2 separate regions of the Sus scrofa genome follow, and region 1 is linked to region 2. A link is a contact called in public Hi-C data. All regions are on one chromosome and are shown on one strand. The core of a region is the stretch at or near the end of the contact, and the rest is flanking DNA. Distances in the headings are between cores, read along the strand shown.

Region 1 (5,749 bases), core at 1,234-3,733, 200 kb after region 2:
TTTCATATCCAGCAGTATATTGACCTTGGCAACACCGTTGTTCTCTACCACAAGGATCCATATCTGCCCAGTGAAAAAAATTGGATACCCCAGGAGCAGAATTACAGCTACAAAAAAAAAAAAAAAAAAAAAAAATCAATCTAAAATAATTTGCCAAAAAGGCAGGCATTAGTCCTGAAACAAGGATTTCGTAGCTGAAAGGTAGTTGGCACGTGACCTAAGAAGAACCACCCCTACCCACCCACCCACCCCACCATGCAGGTTACTCCACTGGGGCCAGGAGGGTGTCCCCCTTGCTTGACCTTAAGTCTGTAAAGAAGGTAGGTATTAGGGCATTCCCGTCGTGGCGCAACGGAAATGAATCTGACTAGTATCCATGAAGATGCCGGTTCCATCCCTGGCCTTGCTCAGTGGGTTAAGGATCTGGTGTTGCCGTGAGCTGTGGTGTAGGTTGCAGACATGGATTAGATCCTGCATTGCTGTGGTTGTGGCTGTGGCTGTTGGTTACAGCTCCGATTTGACCCCCAGCCTGGGAACCTCCATATGCCTTGTGTGTAGCCATAAAAAGACCAAAAAAAAAAAAGTATATATTAAAAATAATCATCAGACAGTTCACAAAATTGTTTGTCCTACAACCAGATTTTTTTCTATTATCATTTTTTTTCTTTTTATGGCTGCAATTGCCATCTATGGAGGTTCCCAGGCCAGGAGTCAAATTGGAGCTGCAGCTGTAGGCCTGTGCCACAGCCACCAAAATGCCAGATCTGAGTCACATCTGTGACCTATGCTGCAGTTTGCAGCAACGCTGGAGCGAGGCCAGGGATCAAATCTCATTCTCAAAGACACAATGTTGGGTTCTTAAATTGCTGAGCCATATCAGAAACTCCTATTATCTTATATCTACTTTACAGATAAGGAAATTTAGATTCACTAAATTGCTAGAAAGAGGTGGAAAAAAAAAATGTGGGGACTGTTTCAGTCAACGCCCAGCCAGTTTTACCCTGAATCACTGTCTGGTGGGGTTTCTCAACTATGGCACCATAGATAGCTGGGCTCAATAATTCCCTGTTGTGGGGGGCCGTCCTCGACACTGATGTTTAGCAGCATCCTTGATCCCTACCTGGTAGATGTCAGCAGCCCTCCTGTCTAGTTGTGACAGCTGAAAATGTCTCCAGGCAGTAACAAGTGTTCTCTGTGAGGCTTATTAAAATGCAGATCCCTGGGGCCCGAGGAAAAGCCAGAGCTACAGAGGTTCAATGAATATGGGATGGGTAATGTTTCCTGCTGGGCTAGTAGATTCGGAATTGTCACTGCTGTGGCTCCGGGTCGATCCCTGGCCTAGGGAACTTCTTCATGATGAGGGTGTGGCCAAAAAAAAAAAAAAAAAAAAAAAACCACCCTCATTCAAAGAATACAGGATGAGTGATAAGTCAAGTCTTTCTCTCCCTCGTAGACTGAAGTCAAGCCCAGGCCCACGTGACTCCATTGATTTTCTCGCTGAGACCAGGCCTCCTTCCAATCACAGGTATTATCATGCTGAACCCCCACTTTACAACTCCCAAGTCTTCTCCTCATTGGCTGCAGAATCACGGAGAGACATCATTTCCAGTCCCAGCCCTGATCTTCCCACCGCACGGTTGCAGCAGACATTTCCCAGACACACTCTGCACTGCCGCTCCTCCTCGACCCTGGCTGTTCCCTCTGCCTGAAATGCTGTTCCTGTCTTCCGAGACTGTGACGGCATGCATTTGTCCTCCAAAACCCATTCACCTGCTGTGAACACGCCACTGGACCTCAAGAACTATCAGAATTGAATTGACTCCTTGCTCAGTTGCCCCCAGCACTGGACTCCCTCAAGCTACCCAATCCCCTGAGATTTCAGTTTTTTCTTTTGTAAGACGGGCACATTGATGTCTTCCTTACCTGAGTGTTATGAGAAATAAAGGATGTCAAGTGACTGCCACCTAATAAGTTCTCAATGAAAAGCTCCTTTATCTTGCGCTTCTTATCAATCTGTGAAAATTGACCAGAATGGGCTCACTCTCTGGGCTACACCCTCTTCCCACGTTTCATATATAGACATAGACCCAGAAACCTTAAAGTCTCCTTCTTCTGAGGAATATTCCATTTTCCCCATCTTTGGATAGTAGATTCTTCCCTTAAATATTTGGAGCTAGGAATACAAGTTTGATACCAGGGTAACTATAGAAACAGCCCTATCTTGTGTGAATCAAAGAGCCTCCAGCTTTGGCCCTGAGTTCTCTCTAAACAGTGCTATCTGCGACCCACACTGTGTGCCACCGACAGGAGTTTTTAGAAAAGGCTTCCCGTTTCCCACGGGAATATAAGGAAATTGGAATTATTCAAGCAAACGATAACAGGAGAAACAGGAACAACGCCACAGAGTCCTCCACCCCTGACGTCCAGCACAGGCGAACTTCTTTGTGTAACACTTCTAAGGATGCCAAGCCCTGCAGAGAGAGATTGGTCACCAGGAAAAGGAAGAGGACGAGGAAAGGGAAGAGGCTACCAAGGGTCACAGGCAGCTAAGTGGAGGAGCCATCCATCACCAGCCTTCCCGGGCAGCCGGCATGCTTCCAGTCACAGAGGGCACCAGCCAAGGACAGAGGGAAAAACAACCTTGCCTTTGCTTTATTTGCGAAGCGAACAGACTCCTTAAGAGTATTGATGTACTGACTAATGATTCTGACATCCCGCGTGCCGAGCGCTTACATGCTTAAAGGGCAAGAGTTACAAATCAACAAGTTATTAATTTAATTTCTCTTTGAAAAGGCGCCAGAGGTAGAGAAAGCAGGACCAGTGGAGCATTTATCATGTTCATTTCCAAAGAACTTCAGCCCCTCCTTGCTTGGCGAGTGAATCTCAAACATCAGGATGTCGAAGGCATAGGCTGGGTGGCTTATGAACGTGCAGACCCCTGGGCCCCATCTTTGGCTATTTCTGCCTCATGAGGTCTTGGTTCGGGCCAGAGAAGTTTTAGTTTTGCTAATCACCTGCCACATCCAGCGATGGCGATGCAGGGCAGCAGCAAAGCCCTCTGAGGAACACCGCCTGCCCGAGCTGAGCCTCTTCCTTGACAGTGGCTCCTGGACCACATCTCCCGACCCCCTGGCATGGAGCTGGAGCCAGGTGACCAAGTTCTGTCTGCTGAGGGGATAAAAGTGACATGCACCACTGCCTCCTGGACCCCCTGCTCCATCCTCACTCTGTGGCTGTTGGCTGCCTGGAGGCAGAGGTACGAGGGGATGCCCTGGGTGGAGGAGGGGACATGGCTGTTCCTCGGCTCAGTGAAGAGATCCAGAATGGTCAAGTGGCTCAGAACCCGCTAGGGACGGTCACACGAGCGAGAGAGGGGTAAAACAAAACCAAAACCAAAACCAAACCAACAAAAACCAAAATTTAAAAAAAAAAACCTTTATTTCATGAAGCCCTCATAGCTAGATGGAATGCATTTACACCACTCTTTTCTATCCTGCAATTTTACCTGATCTTTATTCTGAAGATCCAGGGCTCATGTTTTAAGCACAGAAGAACCCGTAAAAAAAACCCAGAAGAAAGCCAAAGGGTGGTTCATGTTAATATCCAATCCTACCCTCAGTTTTGAGAGCAAAAACCTCTTATAATCTAATAGGTCTCTTAGAATGTCTTTGCACATCCAAGATGATGCCTTCAACCTCTATGCATGGCAGTGCCAAATTAATCCAGTAGAAGTTAACCTCAGGTAAAAGGTGAAGGCTAAAGACTAGGGTAGGTAATTAATTGTCTGCAGAGTCTTAAAGCCCCTCTCGGGGAATACAAAGAAAACAAAAGAAAACAAAAAACGTGGAAAAAAAGAACTTATCCAGAAAGAGTCAACCTTGCTACCGGTCCTGCCTCTGAGGGGTGATATGCAGCACCCGGGTGAAGACTCTGATCAGCAAGACCGTCCTCCTGGAGGTGGAGCCCAGTGACCCCGCTGAGAACCCGAAGGCCCAGATCCAGGATAAGGAAGGCATCTCCCCTGGCCAGCAGAGGCTCGTCTTTGCAGGCCAACAGCCAGAAGATGGCCAGACTCTCTGATTGCAGCATTCAGAAAGAGTCGACGCTGCACGTGGTCCTCCGTCTAAGGGGCGGCTGTTAATTCTTCAGCCCTGCTTGCATCATGGCCACTGGTGGTATCCCTCTGTGCTCTAGCCATTTGGCCCAATTTAAGTTTAAAAATTACCAGTTTCAGTACTAGCTGAACCTGTTTGATATGTTAAGAAAGATCTTGTTGCATGGGAAGAAAAAAAAAAGGATCCAAAGCAATCTGCCACAAAGATAGGACCTGGGGAACCAGACCCATCTTTTAAAAAGGGCCCACGTCTAAAGTCCACCCGGCCGTCCTGAGACCCCCTTGGGCCCCGCTGACCAGTATTCAGAAAGCCTGGAAGCAGGAAACCTGTGCATTCAGCAGAGGAAGGAACTCTGTGGCTCGGCTGATGTTTCTGATGTTTAGGGACGAGGGACAGGCCGGGTGGGCAGCTGGCTCAGCTCCACAAGCCCTGCTGGAGCTGCATCCAGGGTGCCTCCATGGCCAACCCCCGGGGATGGCGGGGAGACCACAGCCTCCAAGAGAAGAGCCATTTCCATCGGGTACCTGTGTCCGCGCCTGTCAAGCCAACCCTTCAGATGCAGGAAAAGCATCTCCAGCTCCCCTCTTTCTCTCCCAGCCAGATCAGCCTCACACCAAAAGCTCAGTTAACTAAGCAGATCCAAGTCAGCATTTTACCACGTGGCGGTCTCCAGTCCCCCTGGGAGCGATCCAGTTTGACCTTGGGAAAGGGAAGGGCAGGGGCATGCCTCCCAGAGCTCAAGGATGGAATCTTCCACTCCTGCTCCAGCCACGCTGGCCTCACCAGCCCCACAAACACTCCAGGCTCGCTCCCACCTTGGTGCTGACGGCAGTCTGCCTAGAACATTCTTCCCCAGCCCTTCCCATGGTCCATGCCTCTGCTTCTTGCAGGTGGCCTCTACGCAGAGAGACGGCCCCTCATCACCCCTTCTAAGCCAGCCACCCCCAACTCCAGTCACTCTCCGACCCCTTGTCCCATTTTATTTCCCTTCAAAGGCCTTATCACTACATGGAAGTATAATAACTGTTGTTGTAGCCGAACAGGATATCTAGGGGACTGGGCGATAAGAGCTGGAGAAAACGGAAGGTGATTGTGCAGAATTTTTTTCTTCTTAAGTGCCATTTAAAAACAATCAATACACAAAAAGGCAGCAATATGGAAAATACACTTGATGCAAGGTTAATGAAAATGTAAGTTACAAAGCAGCACACTTGGGGTAAAACAGACAAATATGAGCCTTAGGTCATGCCATAATAAGTGATATTTCTCCTTTACTTTTCAAAAGTCCTTATATTCCTTTGACTACGTTCTTAACCTCGAGAGTACATTTAAATAAATAAACACATAAGTATATAAATCAACTACCTCTAGTAAATAAAAGACTATTGTAACATTCAGAAAGACTATAGCGTCTATCTAGTCTAACACCCTCAGGTACCAGAAGAAGAGAGTGAGCCTTAAAGGGAAGCGAATTACCCAAGGTCATCCTCAAGGTTAGTCAATGCGGAGACAGAGGGAAAAGCAGAACGTGGGACTCCAGGCCAGATGCCGTCTTCACGGCGTTATGTTGCACAGTCAGTCAATCCGAGACGTCGTGGGGGCAAGGACGAAGCCCCTCAAAGGAGTCAGAACCG
Region 2 (5,400 bases), core at 1,521-4,020:
TTTGTTTCTTGGCCTTTCTCTTACAAGCAGGGAGGGAGAATGTTCCATGACCTCACAGAGACTCAGGTTCATTTGCAAGTGGGGACAGGATAATGCATATGTTGATAGGGTCCTGGAGGTTTGCATGTTTTAATACTTATGAAGCGCTTGGCATAATCACTAAACTCAGGAGGAAGGCAGCCACTGGGGTGCGGGGGTTGGGGAAGAGGAAGGGAGGCAGGATGGACAGAGGTCAGGGGTGACCTAAAGTGGGGCAGCACAGCTGAACTTTCCCACGCTGCGAAGGGTCTCCCGAGCTCACCTAACTAAATCACAACAAGAGAGCAGATGTGCATACAAGATGTTAACAAGTTAGAAATGATTCAGGACCAACAAAACAGAATGGGGAAAAAGCACTGAAGAGCATGGGTAAGCACTGCAAGGACAAATGGCAAGAAAGGATGCCTGAAGTGGGCGGGAAAGGTGACCCAAGCTGAGTGACACTCGCCGGGGAGAGACCAGGATTGCAATCCCCGTGCCCCAGGTTCAGCGCTTCAACTCAGCAGCTTGGCCATGCCGGCCCCTATTAGGTAAGACCCTTCCTTGGAAAAGATCTGCGAGCTTACTAACCTGAGGTTCTAGTTGATTCCACGTGGCTCCACAACATATTTTGGTTTTAGATCAAATATCTTGTTCCTTATAATTACAGGGCTCAACCAGAGTTTTTTGTTCTGACAAATACAAAACCAGATGGCATGCCAGGAAAATGAAGAGAAACTGGATCCGTCCAGTCAAACCAGAGCATGCACTCTAATTTCATATGAGCCACGTAAATAAATTTAATAAATAATATTTCATATTCTACTTGTCCTATTACCGAAACACTGGGACATGGCTGGACATATTTTCACCATGTTTGGCAGATATATTTGGGACTGTCTGGATTAGAAGAGGGATCTCTGTAAAATTTCCATGGAGGGGTCTGGGAAATGCCTCAACGGTAGAGACAGCCATTCCCCACAGCATCTGAAATAATGATGGACCAGCGGTGGACAGAGAAGGCCAGCGGTGATTGGGGACTGAGCTCCAAAATGGTGATTTTGGAGGTCAGTCCCACATCGGAAGTCCCCGGGGCAGGGTGGCACAGCCTGCCACACAATGACACAGGAGTCCAGGGAGCGCGTCTCGATTCTATAGATTCTAAATCGCTGTGGGGTTCAGTTAAGGACGAATTGCTGGGGCATCGATCTTCTCCATAGGGACCCAGAAAAAGTCAACTCAAGAGTTCACATTTGTTGAGCAATTATTTTGTGCCAGGCCTGCTGGTCAATTCTTTTCTTTTTCACCAGTACTGAGGTGTAATTGACATACAACAAATGGAACACGTTATTGATTCGGGGGTATTCTTACTCCCACTGGGTTCTCAAGTGTCCAGTGTACGTGTGTCTAAATATGTGGTGGTGGGTCAAGTCTAATGTTGGGCCCTGCTGGGGTTTTGGGGGTCCAGGGGGGCTCCTTGTCCTGGGCTTTAGGTTTCTAAGTGGAGGAAGGATCACTTAAGGTCCTGGGTCTTTCTCGGGCCCCCTTCTCCTCTGTGTCAGGAGATGCAGAGTGAGTGCTTGGGTAAATTCTGCAGGAGCCACTGAGAAAATCCAGCCTGGCCCCATCCTCTTGTTAAAGGACCCATGCTCTGCTCCTCCTGGCCCCATGGCTGCCAGGGCAGGGCTGGCATGGGGGATGGATGCAAGGATAAAGGAACGTTTCCCTGTCCACATGGGACAGCAAAGTGTGGCTTTTCTGGGGTCTTGGAGAGGAAAGCTCCTTTGAGGCATGAGCCTAAGGTCCCATTTTCTAATCTAGCCTTTCTCTTTGTAAAGATATATTTTTTTCTTTTTGAGAACGTTTTACTGTACGTCAAAGTGATTCAGTGATACATGTGCACATCCATTCTCTTCCAGATTCTTTTCCCACATAGAGGATCACAGAACACTGGGTAGCATTCCCTGTGCCCTCCAGCAGGTCCCCATTGGCCAATCATTCCATTTACCTCAGTGTCCATATGCCAGTCCCAAACCCCAAGAACATTTTTTATTTCTATCTGCTCGAGTGCTCTTATTTTCAAACAACGATAGGGCTAAAGCTTGTGGTTGATTAGGCTTTCCCAAGTCTCCGTGATAAGAAACCCAAGAACCATAAAACATCATCTCTGAGTTTATCACCCAGCTGTGATAAACATACACACCCACCATGCAGAAAATTAAAAAAATACGAAATACAAAACTGCATCTTTTCAAGGCCTTGCAAAAATGCAATAATTGGTACTCAGGGGATTTTTTTTTTAACCTCAGAGTTCCATCCTTTTCACCCATGTGGTCAAGACCTGAGAAATAAGACAAAAATAAAACAATCTCAGTGGAGGGACTGTGGATGAATGATCCTTTTAATTGTTGAGATCACGACGACATTGGAGAGTAAAGGGAGGGAATAACAGAGCGAGGGAAGGAAGGGAAGAGGGTGGGAAGAAGGGAAGGAGGAGGAGGGTGGGGAACTTGAGGCTGAAAGGCGACAGTAAGGGTGCCTTGCGACAACAGTGCGCGCTGAAGCTTCTCAAGCATTTGCTACAACCAAGCACGAATCTTCCACCTTTACTTACTCATCGGATCCGCACAACAACAACACTACAAGGTTAAGGTCAATTCGATTGTATTTTCACGTCCCTTTCCAAGACGAGGCCAACAGAAGTTGAGTGACCTCTCTGCTGTCACGTGACCTGCAAGGGGCAGGACGTGAATGTCCCCGGGCTGCCTTCAGCCCTGTGCGCCTAACCTTTACAGCGTGCAGCCACCGAGAGTGGGTGGGCAGGGAAGGAAGTGGGACATGGGGGAGGGGCCTGAGAATGTTCCAGAAGGAGGAGCTGATGGGAAGAAAGCCTCAGAGGTGGGGGCAGCGGAAGACCTTCCCCAGAATGCCTGCCCACCAGCCTGACCAGAGTGGAGGCTCAGTGCAGGGAGCGAGGGAGGGAGGAACGGACTGGCCCTCTGCTGCTTTTTCTTTCTGTCCCTTAATCAAAGCTGATCTTAACATTCACCTTCCTCTAGGCTCAGTGGAGGGGAAGCAGGAAAACACAATCTGCTCCTGGTTTATCTTTCTTTCTTCTAAAACATTGAATTATTGTCGATTTACAATGTTGTATTGGTGTGATGTGTATCGCAAAATGATTCAATACACACACACGTATTTTTTTTCAGATTCTTTTCCCTTAGAGATTATTGAAAAATATTGATGGAGGAGTTCCCATCGTGGCTCAGCACCAACGAATCCGACTAGGAACCATGAGGTTGCGGGTTCAATCCCTGGCCTCGGTCAATGGGTTAAGGATCCGGTGTTGCCGTGAGCTGTGGTGTAGGTTGCAGACGTGGCTCAGATCTGACGGTGGCTGTGGCTCTGGCGGAGGCTGGCAACAACAGCTCCAATTTGACCCCTAGCCCAGGAACCTCCATGTGCATCAGGTGCAGCCCTAAAAGGACAAAAGACCAAAAAAAAAAAATATTGCGTCGAGTTCCCTGGGTTGTACAGTAGGTTCCTGTTGATCATCTATTTTATACACTGTACTGTGTATGAGTTCATCCCAAATTCCTAATTTACACCCGCCTTTTCCCCCTTGATAGCTATACGTTTGTTTTCTGTGCTTTCGGGTTACCAAACTGCATTTAAACATCACCTCTGGGAATGAATGCAATACTTGTTTTCTTAAAACTTGATGATGGAAGCAACGAAAACAGCCACCATTTACAGGATCCCTACGACATGCCGGGAACGGCACGCCTCTCGTTTGCTGCTCGCAAAGATCCCCCGCCACGGCGGTGTCTCCAGCAAAGAGGCAGGAAAGCAGGCTCCGAAGGCTAAGGAGCATGGCCAGGGCCACACAGCAAGTAAGTACAGAAGTAGGGACTGGAATCCCGGCCTCTCCTCCAAAGCCACGCTCTCCTCCATGGCTGAATACTTAACCTTTCTCCACCATTTCAACAAGTGGCAGAGGATACAGAATTGGAAGAAGGACGCATGCAAATAAAAACAACACCAGAGACCCTCCTGCCACCCAACATATCTGCATCCTTCTACCTTATGCTTTAGAATCAGCGGTCCCTGACCATGATACAGCCCAAAGGGGCAGAAACATCCTCACGCAATCCAACTAAATGAAACTTGGGAACATACCATTCAGATGAAAAGTCAGGAGTTCCCATCATGGCACAGCGGAAACGCACCCGAGTAGGAACCATGGGGTTGTGGGTTCCATCCCTAGTGGGTTTGAGCCAATCACGTGAGTCCTTTAAAGGCAGAGAATTTTCTCTGGCTGGTCATAGAAGAGAAAAAAGCTGAGAGTGGCGTTCCCATTGTGGCTCAGCAGCTTAAGGACCCAATGGTGTCTGGGAGGACACAGGTTCAACCCCTGGCCTCACTGAGGGGGTTAAGGATCTGGCGTTGCTGCCAGCTGTGGCATAGGTCTCAGTTATGGTTTGGATCTGGCATTGCTGTGGCTGTGACTGTGGAGTAGGCCAGCAGCTGCAGCTCCAATGTGACCCCTGGCTTGGGAAACTCCATGTGCTATGGATGCAGCCCTAAAAAGACAAAAAAAAAAAAAAATGTTGAGAGCTGTCATTGGCCAACAGTGAGCAAGAAAATGGTGACCATGGTTCTAAAACCACAAGAAATTGAATTCTTCTAACAACCTGAAGGAGCTTGGAGCCAAACCCAGCAGATGCCCTGACTTGGCCTTGGGAGAATCCAAGCTGAGTCCATCTGGATGTCTGCCTTACAAAACCAGGACATAATACATGAGTGTTGTATTAAACCACTGTTTCCTGTAATTTGTTATACAGCAATAAAAATGAATATAAGAATTTCACTGTGATAATGTGAATTGTTGAAATGCGCTCTATTCCTCATTTTAATAAAATGTATGCATCCCAGTTCTGCAAACTTGAGAACTGGGGAAATCTTTCCTACTTTCAGCGGCATTACATTTAATCATTCAGAGACGAGATAGATGCCTATTTATAAATGAAGATTTACAGGAATATGCAGACTGATTGATTTTCCAGACAAGTACGTGTCTTTTTAAAAAAAGTTTTAATGTCACTTTCAACATTGCTCATCAGCATGTTTATTTTATATAGGCGGAGAGAAGACAATTGTGTAAGAGAGTTGATGGGATTTGAGTCTTAAATAAGTAAAAAGTTTTTGTTCCCACATTGCCACGTTTTCAATCTGTCAGAACAAAAGTAAAGCTTTAGAAACAACTCAGAAAGTAACTACAAAAAGAAAAAGATCCCAGTTTAGGTTCTGCCAGCCCTGAAAAGCAGGCTATTTCATCTCTCTGAGGATGAGCTTAAGAGATGGGAAAGGAGTAGAAGGATG

What was found. A called contact is a pair of places that touch in the nucleus more often than the background predicts.
Region 1: a Hi-C map of liver shows a contact between it and region 2, with 7 times the contacts expected there. The contact joins two enhancer-like sites. A contact is called at or near these places in 2 of 47 Hi-C or Micro-C datasets (epiblast stem cells and liver).

Annotation. Positions count from the first base shown.
Region 1 is chr8:12,002,383-12,008,131 of Sscrofa11.1, forward strand. All of the region lies in intron 1 of LDB2 (LIM domain-binding protein 2), which reads right to left. Among named protein-coding and RNA genes, the nearest start is that of LDB2, 32 kb to the right of the region's middle. Within about 2 kb of position 2,484, at least 10 of the 83 cell types and tissues checked have an H3K27ac peak or open chromatin away from gene starts, as enhancers often do. A contact at or near this core is called in liver, where this site is marked.
Region 2 is chr8:11,804,376-11,809,775 of Sscrofa11.1, forward strand. All of the region lies in intron 2 of LDB2 (LIM domain-binding protein 2), which reads right to left. Among named protein-coding and RNA genes, the nearest start is that of TRNAA-AGC, 230 kb to the left of the region's middle. Within about 2 kb of position 2,771, at least 2 of the 83 cell types and tissues checked have an H3K27ac peak or open chromatin away from gene starts, as enhancers often do. A contact at or near this core is called in liver, where this site is marked.